Regions from separate parts of the Mus musculus genome. Here all the other regions are linked to region 2. The links are chromatin contacts, called in public Hi-C and HiChIP or PLAC-seq maps. All regions are on one chromosome and are shown on one strand. Each heading gives the region's core, a stretch centred on a gene start, on an enhancer-like site or on the middle of the called end of the contact. The rest is flanking DNA. Distances are from core to core; before and after follow the strand shown. Region 1 has its middle 23 kb from the start of Gm52253. Region 2 overlaps Gm30507 (a long non-coding RNA gene). Region 3 overlaps Gm30615 (a long non-coding RNA gene).

The links. Hi-C and Micro-C count contacts between places; a contact is called where the count stands out from the background. HiChIP or PLAC-seq counts read pairs in DNA pulled down with a chosen protein or histone mark.
Region 1: a FOXA1 HiChIP or PLAC-seq map of pancreatic cancer cells shows a contact between it and region 2. The contact joins two enhancer-like sites. A contact is called at or near these places in 2 of 39 promoter capture datasets (erythroid cells and liver) and 2 of 115 datasets of contacts at active chromatin or transcription factors (embryonic stem cells and pancreatic cancer cells).
Region 3: a contact with region 2 is called in a Hi-C map of liver, with 3 times the contacts expected there. The contact joins two enhancer-like sites. A contact is called at or near these places in 6 of 484 Hi-C or Micro-C datasets (liver, peritoneal macrophages and spermatogonial stem cells) and 2 of 115 datasets of contacts at active chromatin or transcription factors (hepatocytes and pancreatic cancer cells).

What each region holds. Positions count from the first base shown.
Region 1 is chr16:76,407,776-76,411,349 of GRCm38.p6, reverse strand. No RefSeq gene overlaps it. Among named protein-coding and RNA genes, the nearest start is that of Gm52253, 23 kb to the left of the region's middle. Within about 2 kb of position 1,794, at least 47 of the 459 cell types and tissues checked have an H3K27ac peak or open chromatin away from gene starts, as enhancers often do. A contact at or near this core is called in pancreatic cancer cells, where this site is marked.
Region 2 is chr16:76,223,597-76,227,074 of GRCm38.p6, reverse strand. The region is part of intron 2 of Gm30507 (a long non-coding RNA gene); the gene reads left to right. Among named protein-coding and RNA genes, the nearest start is that of Gm30507, 24 kb to the left of the region's middle. Within about 2 kb of position 1,689, at least 81 of the 459 cell types and tissues checked have an H3K27ac peak or open chromatin away from gene starts, as enhancers often do. A contact at or near this core is called in hepatocytes, liver and pancreatic cancer cells, where this site is marked.
Region 3 is chr16:76,452,541-76,456,012 of GRCm38.p6, reverse strand. Gm30615 (a long non-coding RNA gene) reads left to right here. Exons shown (of 3, transcript XR_384973.2): 3 at 1,330-1,388. Among named protein-coding and RNA genes, the nearest start is that of Gm30615, 17 kb to the left of the region's middle. Within about 2 kb of position 2,037, at least 50 of the 459 cell types and tissues checked have an H3K27ac peak or open chromatin away from gene starts, as enhancers often do. A contact at or near this core is called in hepatocytes, liver and pancreatic cancer cells, where this site is marked.

The DNA of each region.
Region 1 (3,574 bases), core at 545-3,044, 180 kb before region 2:
AGGCTGCCAGCTCTCAAAGCCCTCTCCTAGAGCCATACTTTCTCCAAGAAGGCTGTACATCTCAAAAGTCCTATAGCCTCTCAAAATTGTGCCAGCAACTGGCGACCAATTATTGAAATACCTGTCTATGAGGGACACTTATTCAAACTGCCATATTAGTTAATATGACTCTTCTTCTTTCTCCACGGGGTTCAATTCATACTTGCTCCATGCTAGCCCATCAAAGAACCACACATCCCTGTCTGTGGCACTGCGTCTATGCCTAGTGATTGGTTTAGCGCTGTTTGCACAGTAAACCACCTCCAAGAAGAAAAACACATAACCAAAGAGAGTGCTCTCGGTTTCTGTGAATAAAGGTCAAGTATATCATCTATCAAGTTGTATTGTGTATGTGTGTGTGTTTATAGACTGTTTTGTCTGTTATTTATTTATTTATTTATTTATTTTGGATTTCTATAATCAGTGCTATTTTACCTTCCCTTGAGGTGGGAAGAAATGAAACCTCAAAATGTTTCTTTTTGCACCGCCATTTTAGGGTGCACATGAGTAATAACCTGGAAATTATCTGTGACTATCAAGCACAAGCATTATTCTAATCACACTGCCAGCAAACTGGAAACACCAAGCTACCCTTTTTCTTCTTTACAGAGCCCGTTCAATGGACATATATTCCAAAAAGCAAACGCTTGGAGTTCCGAGTTTCTCTGTAGGGTGTGATTTGGTCACAAGCGAGGTGACGAGCTAATTTGGCGAATTGCTGTTTGAGCTTATTTTCAGTTGAACTTCTGCTGAGAGAAGAAAGAAGAAGCAGGCGAGCGGAGAACACACTCTATGCATCACCGAAACTTATTGCTTATCTTTATTGCATTTGCGTAAATGCTCTTTTTCTGCTGTTGCCAAGTAAGTCATCATATTTTAGTTCTGCACTGAATCCCTCAGTAGGAGGCGAGGTTTGAATAGATCCAGAGTGCAGGAAATAAAAAGAATGCCCATCATGGCTAAAATGCTATGATACCCAGACTCTCTCCTACTTCCTCCTCTGGAAATGTGTATACTTCGTGCTACTGTATATGAATTGTTTTCTAGAAATAAGAATAGGCTTTTGTAATAAGGTTTTCAGTTAAGCGAAAATGTCTTCCATTGTTGTTCTGATAAAAACAATACTTGCTCACTGTGTAACCAAAGTATGTCAAAGAAAGAAGAATTATGTAACTGAAGTGCCACCTCTCAGAAGCCCACTAGCATCACAGTGGTCAGCTTTCTCATCTCTTTGTATAAACCTATACATTGATGTTCGAATAATATTACAGCAACAATTATTTTCATTTGAGGAACTACCTTATTTTTATACATTAATGGCCGATTCTCCCTCTCTTTGATGTCATCCGTTGATATGTTCTCTTAAGCATAGGCATTACACACCCTCATTTAAAGAGTTTGTCACTCTACTCTCCAAATGGACTTCTTATTTTTCTAATACTCTATTATGTTGTCTCCACAATTTTAAAGTAATCCAAGGGACAATTTTAACACTTGTCCCTAATTTGACTGTCAATAGTTACTTAGTACTTCCTCATGTTTACAATCAGATTGTTTCCAGTTTTCTTATCATCACAGAAAGATGAAGTGAGCAGGCATGTGTATGTCTTTTACATAAATGTTTGTATGGTGGTTTGATTGATGACTGTCCTCCCTTGGCTCAGATATTTGAACACAGTCCCTGATAGAGGCTTACAAGGTGTGGCTTTGCTGGAGGAAATGTGTCATTCAGCACTGGTCTGAGGAGTTCCTGGCTTCATTTTCCAGTTTGCCCTCTGTGACTCACACTTGTGTTGGAAAATAGGCATCTCTGAGCTTTCTTATCCTGCCATCATGCCTAACATTCGGGCCATCCTCTCCACTAGACATGACTCATCTGTTTAGAACTGTAAGTTTAAATAAATGCCTTATTCCATCCATTTCTTTTGCTTTGGGTCATATGGTCTTTTTGTTTGTTTTCTGCTTTTTGCTTTTTAACCACAACAACTGAAAACCAAGTAGAACCATCTAGTCAGAAGTGTGTGTGTGTGTATGTGTCTGTGTGTGTGTGTGTGTGTGTGTGTGTGTGAATACTTAATGTAGCAGACATTGCCAAGTTTTTAACAGCACAGCTTCAACACTGCCGATGTCCATAGCAATGTATCCCTGCCCATAACCCAGAGCAGCAAATCAAAACAAAACACTTGCTTGTATAATTTGATAGCTGGGGAAATTTTATCTTTATTTTGGCTTTCATTCCCTTTGCCCCTAATACAGGTGTTACATCCAAGTGCGCTGATGTAGAAATTGACTATTCCCTTCTCTTGGCAACCTTGCTATGGTATGTGCTTAGTTTATATTTCCATTAGAAAGCACTGCTGTTGATTATTTGGAAAGCCTGAAGGAAGCTGTGATCCCCAGGTTTATCTTTGTTGACAGTGCCTGCTGTTTTCGTCTCTCATGATATGTGAAAAACACTGTACAGCTGCTGTCTCTGATAGCCAGATGTTCAGTATTGTATGTGGATGTTTATTAAGTATATAGTAAGTCAAAGTGAAAGAATAGGTAACAAGAGATAGACACATAGCTAAATAGACAGACAGATAACTAAACCTCATCGAACTGAGTACTCTAACATCAACTGTGGAGCCCTAATGGGGCAAGCAGCTGATGTGCTCCGAGAGTGTTCTGGGAAGAGCAAAGAGTATCCTCTAGTTTTCCACGGATGAGCGTCCCATGGCTGCATGGCTGCCCTCTCTTTCCCACTACAGGCCCATCACATGGTGGGATGAACAGCAGTAATCTCTTTTGGAAGTGGTTCATCATTTAGCAGCTCTCAAGGACACGGTGTTTTTCCCCGTGGGCTGTTTTGCCCGTCATTCTCCCCCTTCCTTGCCACAGAGTTAGGTAAGGCTGCCCATCATCAGACAAGGCTGTTAGAGGACACTTGGCACAGACAGGACGGAGTCTGAAGTCAAGGGCCCAGTTTCACTTCCAGAACCAGCTTTGGAGTGACTTCCAACAACCCATGACAATGTCCATGTAACGCCTATTTCCATGCGTTTACAATAGGTGGGCCCTCTAATTATTTGTATTGAAATAGCTTGTTTGGATGAAAATGGTCTATGTTCTCTATGACCTTGGCTGATACTGCTATATTATTATCCTGAATAAATTATAAGTGTTTGGGGGAAAGGAAAGGATTATTTGATGTTTTTAGTATTTTATTATTTTCTTACTTGTATGTTGTAGTATAGCATTTAAAAACAAAACAAAACAAAGTTTTGTTCTTTCCCGAAAGTTCTAGACTTGGGTATGTGTGCCTGCTTCTGTGGCCTGTCCCCAGCCTGCGGTGGTGATATTCAGAGGTGTCCCTTGCAAACCAGCTGTGAGATATTCCCCAGCTTTGTTAGGCTGCATTTGTTCCAGGTCATGGCTCACCAGATGCATCTGAGTTTGTAGGTTTAGTTTTTATGTGGACATAGGTCTGTAGCGTTGAGTGCAAGAAAGCATTACATTTCTTAGCAGAGGAAGTAGAAAGGTCCAAGGGCCTACA
Region 2 (3,478 bases), core at 440-2,939:
TAGAAAATTCTCTCAGACAGAAGGTTGGAAACAGCTAGCTCAAATAAAATTTAGTGTCTTCAAACTTTGAAAAGAAGGAAGAGAAAAAAAAATTAATCATGAGCAGTTCTTCAGTAGAAGAACTGAAAGCAGACGGCATTCATGTAATACCAGCCTACAAGGCTGCAGAGCCTCCAAATCCCTGCCACCATTTGTCAAATAACTGCTTCAACGCTTAGTTTCCCCCCAAATGCCCTCCTAAATATAGTGCCTTCCTTTTGGTCAGCATCCTAATCAATAAGATTGGGTCTCTCAAGCTGTATCCCATACTTTGAAGTCTCAGATTGACTCATAAGGAATTTCCATCCGTCCTCACAGCTGCTGAGAAGGGAGCCCTAGCAGAAGGAAGGAACGCGTGCTCTCCCCACACTTCCTTCCTGTCTGCGCTGTTCCTGGCTGGGTTGTGCAGATGCATCCCAGCGTCTCAGAGGTCACTCGGCACATTGTTCACAGTGTGGATGCATCTAGAGCATAGTGTGTTTAGAGCGGTATCCAGGTCTCATTTTTGTGCTAGATATTACCAGAAAATCTTATAAGCTGTGCAAAAATATTAATTATGAATACATTTACCATATCTTTATTTCACAAGTCCTGTCATTTTTTCTGTAACTGAGTGTATTTATTACTCTTTAAAAAAAATTCAAGTAGGAAGCAAGTGACAGTATTCTTGTGTAATTACTAAGTTGTGAGAAAAAAAATCTTTCTACAAAAGTTTTTGAGCTGAATATGGTGACAAACACCTGCAATTCTGTCAACCTGGAAGATTCAGACAGGAGGGTTATGAGTTGGAGGCCAGTCTGGCTTGTACATTAAGACATGTATCATCTATTCATGCCCCCACAAATGGGGTGACTCACAAGGTAAGACCTTTTAGAATAATGACTGACGTGTTCGGAACACAATGGACTCTGTGTTATTTGCTCTTGTAGAAGGGGCACTTTAGACTTTGCCTTATAGGACGATCAGTTGGAAAGTTCCAAGTCAGGATATGCCTTGCGTCTCTATGCCAGCACTGTGTCTATCCTCTGGCTTCATGTGTGAGTCGTAATATTGCTTAGGATGTCAGATTTGGTTTGTCTCTTATTCCCACGAGGTTCATGATGTACGTGGTCCTGTTTCTTTCCTCTTTCTGCATTCTTCACCGACTTTGAGAAACCCTTCTCAACTCCACAGTACTTGACACTTGGTGCTTTTAAAAGCAAAAGCAAAAGAACGAACACACAAGGAATAGACTCTGCTGTCTTAAGATAGGCAGTCAAAGAACTACCTGAAAACGTCTGAGATTTTATCTCTTCTAGAGAGTCTAATCTCAGGGAAGAACTGGGTGAGCAGAGAGTTCACGAGTGTATTCTTTTCATAAGATTCAAAAAGTTTAAAAAAAAAAAAGCCCGATGTCCAATTGCAAGGCAAGAGATAAAGATCAAAGACTTGTTTTATTACAATATTTTCATTTTTATTGAACAGATTCATTTTGGACTTTGGCTTGGTTTGGGAATGTTTACCTTTTAATAAGTGATCTGTTTAAATGTGGATCAGAGAACAAGGCTTTCTGTTTTACAGTTGAACTTTTGACCTTGGTGGGGGTGTGAACGGGTGGAGACTAAGAGGAAAGTCCGCTGTGTTTGTACTGAACTTTTTACCCATTTAAAAAAAAAAGAAAGAGAGAGATAGAGAGAGGCGAGTTTAAAGTTCACAGAGTTCACAGGAGGTCTCTATTGGGGATTTCTGGTATTATTAACTTCCTGACCTCAGATAATTAAAAAGGAAGAGCAGGGCCACCTCAGACTGTGACTCAACTTTGAACTCTTAACCTCGCCAGTAAAGCATTTCAATTGTAAATGGTAGACCCTGAAGCTTGCTTGCTGTGATCAACCAGTTTTCATCCCCGGTTACCAAGGCATAGACCCACAGAGGAGCCTGAGCGTCCCTTTGTATTTGCTTAACCTATTTTTTTTACCAGAAAGGACTGTGAACGCTCTATACTCAGAAATGACAGGCATTCTGGCGCACAAGTTGAGCGTCAAGGGTCACTGGATTGCAGAGCTAGAAGCAGCCTTAGATTACCTGGCCAGCTGCCTCAGCTGGGCTACTCTTAGAAGCCAGTAGGTCCAGTGACTTCAGGAATGTAGAAGCCACCCTGGTCATTTGGCTTTGTTTGTCTCCGTTCACAACGGGATGCAAGTGGCCTAGAGGGGGTATGACTTCTGTATTTTAATATTGAAATTCGTAAGGGGGAAGCAGTAAATTTGGTTCCCAAGTGACCTCTTTACTGATACTGGTTGCATAACCTCAGAAACTTTCCTAACTTTTCTAAGTAGTGATTTGCTTAGTTGGGGAGAGAATTCAGACTATGGGCTCTTGTTTGCATTTATGGTATTCCTTGTTGCGGTCATAGTTATTTATTTTGCTTTGTGGTGTCTTGGTGTTCATCTGTTTGGTTTTTGCAGAGCTGGAGGTTGAAATTAAGTCATTACAGTCTCATAAGTGATCTACAACTGAGCTTCACTCCAGGTCACCGTGAGAGTTCTGTAATTTACATTGAAACGCCATGCACACAATTCTAGGCAAGAAATGGGTTTTCTTTGGGTTGATGGCAATGATTTTAGAGTAATTGGTTAGGGCACATGGTCTTGACCTTCAGGATGAGGTTCTTTCTCCCTAATAAAGTCTGAGGGCTGGCAAGATTATTGCTCTGTGATTAACAACACATCTTGCCGGACCTCAGTTCACTTCCTCTCACCGTCATCAGGTGACTCACAACAACCTGGAACTCCAGTTCCAGAAGAGACAATGTCCTCTTCTGGCTTACACTGATACCTCATACAAATCACACACACACACACACACACACACACACACACACACACACACACACACAAATCATCTGAACAGAAAGGGGGCTATAATGCAAGAAGGAGTGGTGATAAGGAAGGGAAGGACAAGGGACAGGGACACAATGACCAGGAGAAAGAGATGACAAAGAGCCATTCACCTCCTTAGTTAGATGGAGACTCAGCAGGATCATGTGATACTGACAAAGTCAGCAGTACTTGTGACTCTGTCCCAGCCACACAGTGTTAATACAGAGGCTTAGCCAGGCAGCTCACTCTGGCACTGGGACAGCACGCAGCATGTACGACAGCGAACATTCTGTGGGGCCCACTCTCCAGTCTTGCTATTTGCTGACACCTTTATTGCCTCCAGAAAGCCACAGCACTCTCGTTCCCATCTGTTGGAAGTCCCTTCCAATGTGCTCCCTTCCAATATTCTGCCCTCCTTTTGCTAGAGAAAAAGAGACTCTCTCCATGTTGTTCTAAGTCTGCGAAATACTCAGCTTAGAAAGGAAGCAAATTTGGAATCCGACTGGTGACGATTTCCCAAGAAACAATGGCGAGTGGGGCTGTGCGATGTTGTGTGGGACCCTGATGCAGAGAGAGGT
Region 3 (3,472 bases), core at 788-3,287, 230 kb before region 2:
TAGTATCCCAACCTCTGTGTGGATTTCAGATGGATACTAAGTTCATGCCCTTGTTTTCTTTACAGGCTGTGTGCCTTCAGACAAGTGTCTTAACCACCCTGAGTGTGAGTGTGGTTATCTGTAAAATAGAGATAGCAGTGACTCCTCCCAATAGGGTTGTGGGGATTAAAGGCTTTCACGTAGATCTCTGACACTCAGTCAGTCATTTACTCTTGCTCTTTCCTACCCATTTTCACATTACATGTGACTCTGCTATCACTACCTATACGCATTTCTTCTTGTCTTTCTACCATAGCCCAAGCATTATGGGATCAAAGACTGAGCTGTGGGTGAATTTGTACACGTGCCTTCTTGATGGCGTACTGACATATATATTTACACATGTGTGACCATCATAAATTAAAGACTCACTAAGTAACTGAAACATGTGTTTTTCGTTTATAAATACACACATATATACCTGCCATAGGAATGAAACCAATAGATGGTTTTCAAACCATACCCTAATAAAAACAAAAATATGAACCAAAAGAAATCTTCTCCTAGATGGAAAGCAAATAGAATTTTAGATTCTAGGCCTGTGGGGGACTGATGGACCAACTTATGGGTCCGACTCCTTTTTGAGGTAAAATATTAATCCAGGCTATCACTGAAAAGAGCAGCGCCCTATCCGACCCACTGGGCAGCTGAGCTAAAATCCTGCCCTCCCAGCACCTGTGGCCGGGAGATGGAGCATGAATCACAAGGGCCTGGCGAGAGGCCAGTGTGGAGTCACGCCGCCGCTGCTTCTCTGAACTCTTACCTGACATGCTCTCCCCAGTCACATTTCCCGAGTCGCCTGCCTCCCGTGTTTTATTTTAACTCAGCCCACTGCCATAAAATGGGACCGAGAAGAAGAACTGCATCAATTTAAAAAAGATTGGTGTCAAGACATCAAAGGCAGCAATGAGTTAAGGAGGAACGAGGGAGAGGATGGATAAAGAAGTCGTTAGGGTGGTCTCCCCGTAAAAAACCCCGCTCCCTGGCTGGTGGCTCAGCTCTCTGTCTCCTCACCTGCAAAATGGGACTAGTGATTAATGTTTCACCAACTCTCTGAAACTCTTCCAAGGATCAGGGCAAAGCATGGAAAGTATTGGTCAGGGTTTTCTCCCTCTCATTCTTCTGAGAATGGCCATAAACAAGGAGATGGAAGACAACTCTAAAATGAATATTCAGCTACGGTCATATATGGAAAAGTTAGCTTAGTTTCATTAACTGGTCAGATTTTAAATGTGTTTACTTTTGCAGTTTTCAGATACTACATTTCGATATTCTTTTCTTTCTTCCAAGGCTTCCCATCTCTTCCCTCATCTCTCTCATCATGTCCACCCAGCTTCACATTCTACTAAGCCCTGGCCTGGAGAGTGGTTGATATACCCAGGATCATTGCACTGAAAGAAACTCGGCTTCTCTCTCCAGGCAGTTAACAGTTGCAAGTAGCTTCTTGGTTGGGGGTGAGGGAACTTCCTGCCCACTTTCCATTTTCCACATTGGGATTTTTGTCTGGTTTGCATTTGTGCATGTTTTATCAGTCTCTGTTGTAAGTTTATATCTTAGTTCAATTTTAAAGAACTAATCTAGCATTTATGGGACCACACGTGGCTAAAGAGTGAACTACTTGAGCCACTTTTGAAATTATTCAGGCAAGTCTTTAACTTCAAAGGATCTCCAATTTATACATCTTCTTGGAGCATAGTTCTTCCTCAGAAACGGGTTTTTTCTTATCCTTTCACGTGCCCTTCTATCCTCGAGAGACCACCGTTAGAGACCATTTAAGCCTCCTTCTAAAGAACAAACATGAAAATCCAGGGGAAATAATCTGTCCGTGGCTTGTAATAATCGTCTTAAATCAGCAGTCTGTGGCTTCTGGAAAAGCTGGCCTGAGCTAGACAAAGAAGGCAGCCAGCCGAGCCACAGACGCTGAACTCTGACCCCTGGCTGGACCTTGCACCGGGCAGCCTAGTAACAGGAAGGCAGCAAGACAGACTTTGAACCAGAGGTTCTAAGGCTGCTGAGGGGTTAGAGTCAGGGTGACAGCTGCACTTTGCAGTCTGAACTTTGTACCTAGACACAGGGGCATTTAATCTCCATAACAGCCACTTTCTTTCATTACTTATTAACAGATTCTTCTTGAGTGAAGCTCTTTGTTAATGGCGCTTTAAAAACCGATCCCTCTCCGCTCCTTAGTACTGCCGTGGGGGGTGGGCATCTGTGCCTATGTCTGCCTAGCTGAACCCCTTCCGTACATGAGCTTGCCCTTCCATGGGAAGGGCTTCCCTTCAAGACTGGCCCTTGTAGAGGCAGAGCGGTGCCTATGTGTGCACTCAGACAAGATTGTCATTAAATGTCACATAAGGAAATGCCTTCTGCCACCCCACCTCTCCCCACCAAGTCAGCTCCTCTGGTTTTGTTCCTCTTGCTAATTCTCTTGCCCATCCCCCTCTCTCCCTCCTCCCCTGACTTCTTTCTTTGCATCCAGTCTTTCAGTGACATCAGAGTTCTGGTCCTGTCCATCACTTTCCAAGATCGAAGAGCCAAGACGGGTTTCTTCGCAATTGGAAGTCAAAGCAATTTAAGGACACATTCGAGCATTCTCCTTCCCAAATAAACACACTGTCCTTAGATGTCCAGTAACTGATACTCAGTGTGTCTGAAAGTTTAGTTATTTAAAGAAAGTGGCAGGATGCTAGAGAGGGGAACCTGTTCACAGCTACCTATAAAATAAGTATTAGTCTTCATGAAAATTCCAGGTTCAACCCCTAAACCAGTCCCAATTGAACCACTATCCGATTGCTAAATTATGTTCGATATTGATCAGTAAATATGCTTTGTTTTCTGGGTCCTATGAATTCATGAGTATAGAACATGCATTTAGTAATTAACAGAGACCAAATGACCTCTCGTTGAAGCTTCCCTTGAGGGTCTGGGGCCACCAAGGATTTAACCTCTCAACACTCCAGACTATGTGTTTCAAGAGTAGTTGGAATTAGTTCAGACGCTAATTCATTCTCTTTTATTTTCCTTTCATGTTTTTTAAAAAAAATGCCCACGTGTCTAGCTCTCATTGAACAAGGGGTCAGTCCTGGAGTCACCTTCTGTCTGGGTACCGTGCAACAAAATCCTTTGATTCCCCCTCAGCCTTCTGTAATCCCAGGCATGCCAAAACTTCCAGAGAAACTTACTGCCCACCCAATGGCCTTAATGCTAAGGATGCTAAAGCCTTACTTTTCTTCCTTACTTTTCTTCCTTTTGAGCTTTTCTTAACTTTCTCAAATGACATAGTTTCCAAACGCATTATTGGAACACAAATGTAATGGCACGGGAAGGGCCAAGGGTGTATAGCTCAGTGCTAGAGAACTTGCTAGCATATGTGAAGACCTGGGTTCCGATCAAAATAAAATAAGATATGCAATGTTTATGCTCTCTGCTTTCT